Linked DNA regions of Gasterosteus aculeatus: region 1 is linked to region 2. The links are chromatin contacts, called in public Hi-C maps. All regions are on one chromosome and are shown on one strand. Each heading gives the region's core, a stretch centred on a gene start, on an enhancer-like site or on the middle of the called end of the contact. The rest is flanking DNA. Distances are from core to core; before and after follow the strand shown. Region 1 holds the start of satb1b (SATB homeobox 1b). Region 2 overlaps satb1b (SATB homeobox 1b).

The links. Hi-C and Micro-C count contacts between places; a contact is called where the count stands out from the background.
Region 1: a Hi-C map of skeletal muscle shows a contact between it and region 2, with 2.1 times the contacts expected there. The contact joins the promoter of satb1b here to the enhancer-like site in region 2. A contact is called at or near these places in 2 of 6 Hi-C or Micro-C datasets (both in skeletal muscle).

What each region holds. Positions count from the first base shown.
Region 1 is chr20:4,882,484-4,886,536 of fGasAcu3.hap1.1, reverse strand. It overlaps satb1b (SATB homeobox 1b), which reads left to right and starts at 1,952. Exons shown (of 13, transcript XM_078094605.1): 1 at 1,952-2,431.
Region 2 is chr20:4,836,808-4,840,812 of fGasAcu3.hap1.1, reverse strand. It overlaps satb1b (SATB homeobox 1b), which reads left to right. Exons shown (of 13, transcript XM_078094605.1): 12 at 725-931; 13 at 2,312-4,005. The coding sequence ends at 2,941. Among protein-coding and RNA genes, the nearest start is that of satb1b, 46 kb to the left of the region's middle. Within about 2 kb of position 2,417, at least 1 of the 9 cell types and tissues checked has open chromatin away from gene starts, as enhancers often do.

The sequences.
Region 1 (4,053 bases), core at 703-3,202, 46 kb before region 2:
CAATTCCCAGTCAATCTCCCAGGGGAGAGCCGGTGTGAATCGTATGCAGAGGTTGTGTGTGTGTGTGTGTGTGTGTGTGTGTGTGTGTGTGTGCTCATTTTTTTTTCTCACTTTTTTTTGATAATGCAGATCTCAGATGCTTCATAATGAAACTTTTGTGGAGTCCCAAAACCACAACAATTAAACTTTTCTGAGAAGTATTTGTACATCAGCTTACAATAAGGGCCCCGGTCCTTCTGTGTCTTCTCCCACAATCTGAAGGGTTTTTCATTCGCTGTTTTGTCTCTGCTTCTTTCACACACAGTCACACACACTGATTCTATTTTCAATGGGATGTGTAAATTAAGTGTAAATGTAAATGGATCAGTGTGTTACTTGTGCTAAACCCGGCTGGAGAAACACAATCACATTGTAAGTAAACATCTGCATTACCTGTGGGCTCCTGCACACCTGCTAGAGCACAGCAGTTAGCCTGCGTGCAGATGCAAACTGTCAATCACTTACACACACACACACACACACACTCACATACATGTTGCACGCGCACAAACAAAGGAAAGACAAATGAGCACAGAAATGTGGCAAATGCTAAAAGAACACACGCATGACACAAATTCAAAATGTGCATTTAAACCACACACACACACGCGGTTTAGGCTCACACATACAGCAACGCGTCAACACATGTGTACGAGCTGCTCACACATGTTTCACACACACATAATCAAATCCATCAGACCGAGTGAGAGAGAAATACTTGTTCATGCATTGAGCTATTTCTTCTGATTTGTTGGTGTACGACAGACAAATAGATATGTCCCTCATTAGCAGTTATATATTCTACATTGAGAACATTATTTTAACGTACCTCTCTCTGGAATGTCATCAAACGTCAGACTTTTATCAAGGGAAAACATGGGCGACTTCTGCACTCTGCACGTAGCAGTCAGTAAAGTTACAGCTGCAAATCAATGGAAATAGCTCAAATGCATTTAGACACTGTGAGGGCGAAAATAAAAGCCCGTTTTTCTCTATTTCCGTTATCTGTCACTGTCCTCCGTGCCTCGCTGATTCTGCTTCAGGCGGTGTTCTTAAAAGATCTCCAAAAAAAATAAAATATTCTGCTTTGCGTGTATTTTTTTAAATACAAATTTGCATTCCTAAAGCGTGCAGTTTTTTTTTTTGTTGCAGGGGTGTCAGGCCCGCAGTCGGGTTCTTAAATGTGACAGAGGTTCCACGCTCGCGCATGTGTGTGTGTGTGTGTGTGTGACGGTCGCAGTTAAACTAAGTTGCAACAGTAAGTAAAACAGCAAAGGCGTGGATGAAATGAAACTGAGTATGTTTCAATAACGACGCATTAAAAATGTAAGTCACAATTATTTTTATTCCGCGCTAAAGAAACCGTGCATCTGCACCGCCACCTTTCCCTCTTAATCGTTCAAAACGGAATTATTCTTGAAAACGTCCGTTTTATTCGGGCTAAACGGTGCGCGCGGAGTGTGCGATGTACAGCGCGCGCGCGCGACCGGGATGCACGCGCATGTCCCGCTCAGGTGTGCGCGGGGGGGGGGGGGGGGGCTTAAAACAACAGACTTTTGACTCTTCGCCATCACCCCTCCAGCTCCTTCTTCTCCTTCTCCTTCTTCTTGACATGCAAACATGTGGCGTGTAAATATGAAAATAAATGAGTGCGAGAGCTCTCCTGGCACTGACCCCCTCCCTCACTCCCCCCCCCCCCCTCTCTCTCTCTCTCCCTCGGTGTCCCCGGAGAGCAGCGCGTCGGAGAGGAGCGGCTGTATAAAAAAAAGAAGAAGAAGAAGAAGAAGAAGCAAAAGAAAAAAAGCAAAGTGGGGCAATGAGACAAGCTGCGCCACAGCTGGCAAATCATCGATTCGCGCATCAGAAACGGGGAGGGGCGGTTCGTTTACCTGCCGCCCCCTCCTCTCCGCCCGGCTCACATGCCGCCGCGCTCTCCTCTCCGACGCGCTACTTCACCTCCGCCGCCCGCAGCGCACGGTTGCTCGCATTTACTGCGCTCCATCCGCCGTGTGCGCATCTCTCTCTCCCTCTCTCTCTCTCTCGCTCTTTCACACTCTCTCACCCTCCCTCCTCTTCCTCCGCCCCCCTCCTCCCCCCCAAACTTCAACCTCAGCTCGTGCGGTTTCTACGAGACGACTCTCTCTCTCTCTCTCCCGCTCGCTCGCGCGCTCTCTCTTTCTGTTCCTCCCCTTCCTCACCCAAACTCTTCATCCACGGGACTTTTGACTTTTATATTTTTTAAAAAGGCCCCAAAAACTGTGTTTCCTCCCACAGAGCAGTTGTCTATTTTTTTCCCTTCTTTTTGGGGGGGATCTGTCGTCGCGGAGCGGAGTCAAGAGGTCGCTCAACTTTTGATGGAAAACAAGAGGTCGGCCGACTGCTGACTTTAAAGGTACGAGCCGTCTCTTCTCTCTCACCTTGTAGGTGACCCGGCAGCGGAAAACAGACCGCATCTCGTCGGAATTAGACAAACAAAATGAAAGCAATTTGCAGAGCTGTCTTCCGAAATCACTTAAAACCCACGCGGACCAAAAGTGGCTGCTAGGATTTAATATTTATACACCGGCTATGAATGCCGTGCTTAATGGTAAATACAAACGCACGCATCTAGAACTTTCTTTTTTGCCATCTAATTTTAAACGTGCAGAAACAGGCCGGACGGAGCAAAGCACTCGTGATTTTCGCGGGGTTAAGTACATCCATCTCCACTAATTCGTTTAACAACTTATCCCGCGCGCACCGGGGGGGCGATACGTGACGCTGCCCGCGCCGGACTGTTATTTATCCCTCCGATTATTCTGGCATCTTGTTAGTTAGGACATTTAAAAAAAATAAATCTTTATTTATATATATATATATTTTTTAACTCATTAGAATTAAGTGTGTGTTGAAAGCTGAACTGCCCATCTTCTTTTACTACTTTTTAATTAGGCAATTACATCATTTATTCACGTGTCAGGCTGCTTCAACACTTTTACTGCGTCAGCAGGAAGGACTTTGTGGAACTCTTTTAAAAAAACAAAGCGTTACCGTAAAAAAAGGACATAATAATAGAGTTTAAAGACAGGGCAACAGGGAAGCAAAGAGTTAAAGAATGTATTTATTTTCTCTCTGCTTGACTTGGTGTGAGGCAGTCAGATGGACGTGATGATACACAGTAGGCACAGTAATACCGGCTGGTCTATCTTGTGGCTTTTGTCACAGTGCTGATAAAGTAATTTCAGGTACAACTAGACGTGTGCGTGTGTGTGAGAGATAGAGAGCAGTTATGAGAATATCTGTTGCCATCTAAAAACTGCGTGGGCACTGATGTTCTGTGGTTTGCAGGTTTCTAAAGGCTTCACTTTCTGCTCCTTTAGAAAATAGCTGACATTTCACCCACCAGCATGGCCAGTAACTCTGGATTTATATATATATATTTTTTTTTTTGTGTACACACACATTTATGTATATACCAGAGTTTGTATTGTAGATTTTGCATCTTTTTGGAAGATTGTCTTTGCAAATGTTGCCTCGGTGCTTTTATAAAAAAAGGACAGGAAAATCCCAAATACAATCCGAAGCATTAAATCAAACACTCGATCATAATCATGCGGTGTCATCTGGTTGTGCTGCTCGCGTTCCATCTCGGGGTCAATCGTGGCACCTCAGCATTGATGGAGGGGAGGGGGGTTAAATGAAAGCAGGTAACGGCCCAATGAGCCCCGCGTCTTCTCCTGTTAATCCCCGGAGGTCGGCGGCGGTCCGACGACCTGTGGCCAATCGGCTCAGCGCCTCTGACAGCGAGGACACACGGCCCCTTTTTCTGTCTCCGTCTCACTTCTTGCAAAAGTCCTCAGACGAAGACCAGAGCGTCAACGGAACTTCTCGGTTTTACTCCCCGGCTCTGAGTCCTCATTAGAATTTTTTTTTAAATCACTAATAATAATAATACAAATTGGCAAAAAAAACTGTCTCTTTCACCGATCCGCTGTCAGCATGTTTGCCACAAATGTCTCCATGTAAACTTCGTAG
Region 2 (4,005 bases), core at 1,168-3,667:
GATCTGATCTTTTCTGCTCTGAATCAAAGTAACATGATTACAACTATGTCCTCCTATTTATATATAATAAATGTATCAATATGTCAAAATGATGTTCTAACATCAATTGAAATTAACTTTGTTGTGTATTGAATGAGAAACTAATTCCAATTACCATTTGGGAAAGATTTTATCTTTTGCAAATTCAATATACAAAATATAAAACAATATAGAGAGACTACAAATGAGTCGCTGCGTCCTTTTGTCTGCACATTCTGTCTCGTGTCGTGTGAATCTTTCACACTTCGAGGTCACAACTCTGTTGTTTTGATCAAATAAAGCATTTGTGATTCTAATTGTCCCACGCTGCTCCCCAGCTCTGTCTTTCATGGCCCTCTGCTGGAGCGTTTCAAACATGGGAGTCACTTCCTCCCCCGCTGTGTGCGAGTGTGTGTGTGTGTGTGTGTGTGTGTGTGTGTGTCTAGAGCGAAATCCTTCCTCCCCGTTGTGATGCTTGACCTTGGCTGATTCAAATCAGCAAAACATTCAGAACCGCAGGTGCAGCTACAATGGGCTTTTCTGTGTGTGTGTGTGTGTGATTGACATTGGATCTCTTTCATTTCGACGCTTTGCAAAAGCACATTTGGACGCAAACTCTTCTACTTTCACACCAGACGAGAGAGCACGTCCAGCGATCTGCTCCTCGGTGGAATGAACTGGTAATCGACGGTTTCCTTCCCCTCAGGGCTGGCTCTGTGAGCTGCTGCGCTGGAAGGAGGATCCGTCTCCGGAGAACCGCACGCTGTGGGAGAACCTCTCCATGATCCGCCGCTTCCTCAGCCTCTGCCAGGCCGAGCGCGACGCCATCTACGAGCAGGAGAGCAGCGCCGGGCAGCAGCACCACAGCGAGCGCCCGACGCACCTGATGCACATCTCCGCCGAGCTGCCGCAGGTGAGCGCGGCAAAGTGTGTGTGTGTGTGTGCGCGCCCGCCGTGCCATCGGGCAAGGCACCATACCCTCGACTAGGTCATGGGTTTATGCCAGGCAACCATAAGAAGCTTATAAGCAAGAATCAAGGATGTAAGGTAGCTTAAGTCCCGCCCTACATTTCCTACATTTCATTATTTCAGTTTTGCTTATTTAAGAATTTGAATTAAACACTTTTTATGAACTTCGTAGAAACACAATCACAACAATCAGAACTTCCAACCTTTCAGCGATTTTCAAAGATTCACCTGATCTTGTTTAGCAGCTGCTTTACAAAAAAGCAGAGGACCTCAATTAACCGTCAAAGTAATAAAGTACAATAAAACTTGTGTTAAAAGTCTGAGCCACAGCGTTATTCGGTTACTGGGGGACATGGCCAGCGTTCCACAAAGGGGCCCATTTACTGGATATAAATAAAGTAATAGGATTTATTTTACAAATCAGTTTCTGCAGCGCAAATGGTATGAGGGAATTCCTTTCTCGCATAGTTTGCATGCAAACCGAAGATTGATAAAATAGGATTATTTCTGATTTAACGGTCCAGTTTTACACTGTCCACGAGAGACTCGTGTTCAAACATTTCGTGCCTCTCCTTCACCAACGCGGCGCATTATGCAAAATCAGCTCCCGTATGCTGAACAAGGACTACGGTGGCTCGGTTTATTGCGACAGTAAAAAAAATCACATCTTTGGGTGCGTTTGAGCAGCTGGCAAACAGAGTCCCTGCAAAGTGCTGTTTTGCACCCTTCATTACCGAAACGGCGTTTCCACGGCGAGCCTGTCGAGTCAGAAAGGAAAATAAAAAAAAAAGGAGCACCCATTTCGCGGGGGGTCAATGGGGACCACGAGTTGCCCACTCGCTCCCTCTCCAGCCACACAATGAGGCATTTTACGAGTAGTGTGTCATGTGTTTACACCAACGGGAGTCGGCCATCGATAGCATTCTCACACTGCGGCCAATCGGACGCGCCATCGCCGCCTGAATTGTGCGCCGGCATCTTGTTTACCACTCAGGAGCCTGATAAGCAGCCCGGCCTATAATAAAGAGGCCAGTTTCCCACTGAGTGTGTGTGTGTGTGTGTGTCGCCTCCCCAACAATGAGAGACACAATCTCCCACCACCACCACCTAAAAAAAGGGGGGGAGAAATCCTATCTGCGGAACAGATGCATTGAATGGGACATTACATGGAAAGTTCCTTCAACCAAGTGCCTGTTCTACACACAGTGGGGCACATTTTTCCTCACAACTCAATTGATTTTAATGAAAGGCCTTATTAAGGCGCCGATAAGTGTTCCCTGATAACCCCCCCCCCCCTCCCCCCTCTCCTTTCTCTTCCCCGCAGGCTCAGCAGCAGCAGCAGCACCATCAGCAGCAGTCCTCCCTGTCCCTGCAGCACCCCTCCCAACCCCTTTTGTCCCAGCAGCCCTTGCAGCAGCTGCAGTCCTGCACGGGCCCCCGCCTGCCGCCCCGACAGCCCTCCACCGCCTCCCCGGCGGAGATGGAGGAGGAGGGCAGCCGCCTAGGGAGCATCAAGGCCCGCACCTGCGGAGGGAAGATCTCCCTGGAGGCCCTGGGCATCCTGCAGAGCTTCATCCAGGACGTGGGCCTGTACCCGGACGAGGAGGCCATCCACACCCTGTCGGCACAGCTGGACCTGCCCAAGCTCACCATCATCAAGTTCTTCCAGAACCAGCGCTTCTACGTCAATCACCCGGCCAAGGCGCCCAAGGAGCCCAGCGGCGGCAACAGCAACAACAACAACAACAACAACAACAGCAGCAGCAGCACCACCAGCAGCAGCAGCAGCAGCCCGGCCTTCGAGGAGGAGCTGACGGACTTCAGGGAGAGCGGAGAGCTGCTGAAGGAGCTGGACGACAGCACGCAGACCAACAGCACCATCTTCTCCATCAAGATCGAGGAGCAGCTGGCCCGAGGCGCCGAGGCCCAGTCAGAGCACGAGGCCAAGGAGTAGGACGCACCCACATACACGCCCCCCCCGTCTGAACATGTACTGAGAGCTCCTGTTGTGCGCACACACACACACACACACACACACAGACTGCTGTGCTAAATGGAAACGCTCCGGCCGACATAGAACCGCCGCACTGCAAATAAAGAAAAGTGGTGTTTTTAATCAGCGTCTGGACTATATGAGGAGTGATTATATATATATATCTCTATATATATATATATTACTGTCAGACTCTGAAGTGTTGACCACACTGGAAAGCCCATTTCAGACAAGTACTACTTTTTCGATTTTGTAAAACTTGTATTATTCACTGTAAAGACTGATGCATCTCTTAAATAATCTGCACACAAAAAATGATTCTAATTACGTTGCCGTGGATATTTGCTGACTGCACTCTGTCTGTTGTTTTACACTGACTTACTTTAACTTTTTGAGCTACTGACTATATTTAAGTAAAAAAGAAGAAAAAAAAAGTCTCTCTGGAGTTTGCTAGGACTTTGATTGGTGTTTACGTATGTGATGTTCAACTGGATTAAAAAAAACAAAATCATTAATGAAATCAAGGACCAAGTGGTTGACAAGGCCTTAATTATGAGGCGTCGAGTCCGGAGCCTGCAGGCAGATTAGTTATTCTTTTAAAAAGCTCATAATGTGATTATGGAACGCCATCACCTGGCGCAGGTGACTCCCTGAGAATAGCTCAGTCTTTACATATTATTTGTTCGGGAGGAAATATAAATATATATATATAAAGACATTATATTGTAACTGTTAAAAAAAAAAAAAAAAAAAGATACAGTCTTAAAGAAACTATGCCAACAAATGCCTTGTACTATACGGCACTGCCGAAGTTAGATTATTTTGCAAAACCTTTGTCACTGTAACTCTGAATTGCCACAGTTAGAAATGTGAATTTCACCATGTTTATGTTGTCCAACATTATTTATTTGCAGTTCATGCAGGGTTTCTGATGTAATTATTTTAAAATGTTTATGTTCCGTAGAGCTTCATTTTTTTATTTTATTTGACAGAACTTTCCTTTTCTATTTATAAATGTGATTCTC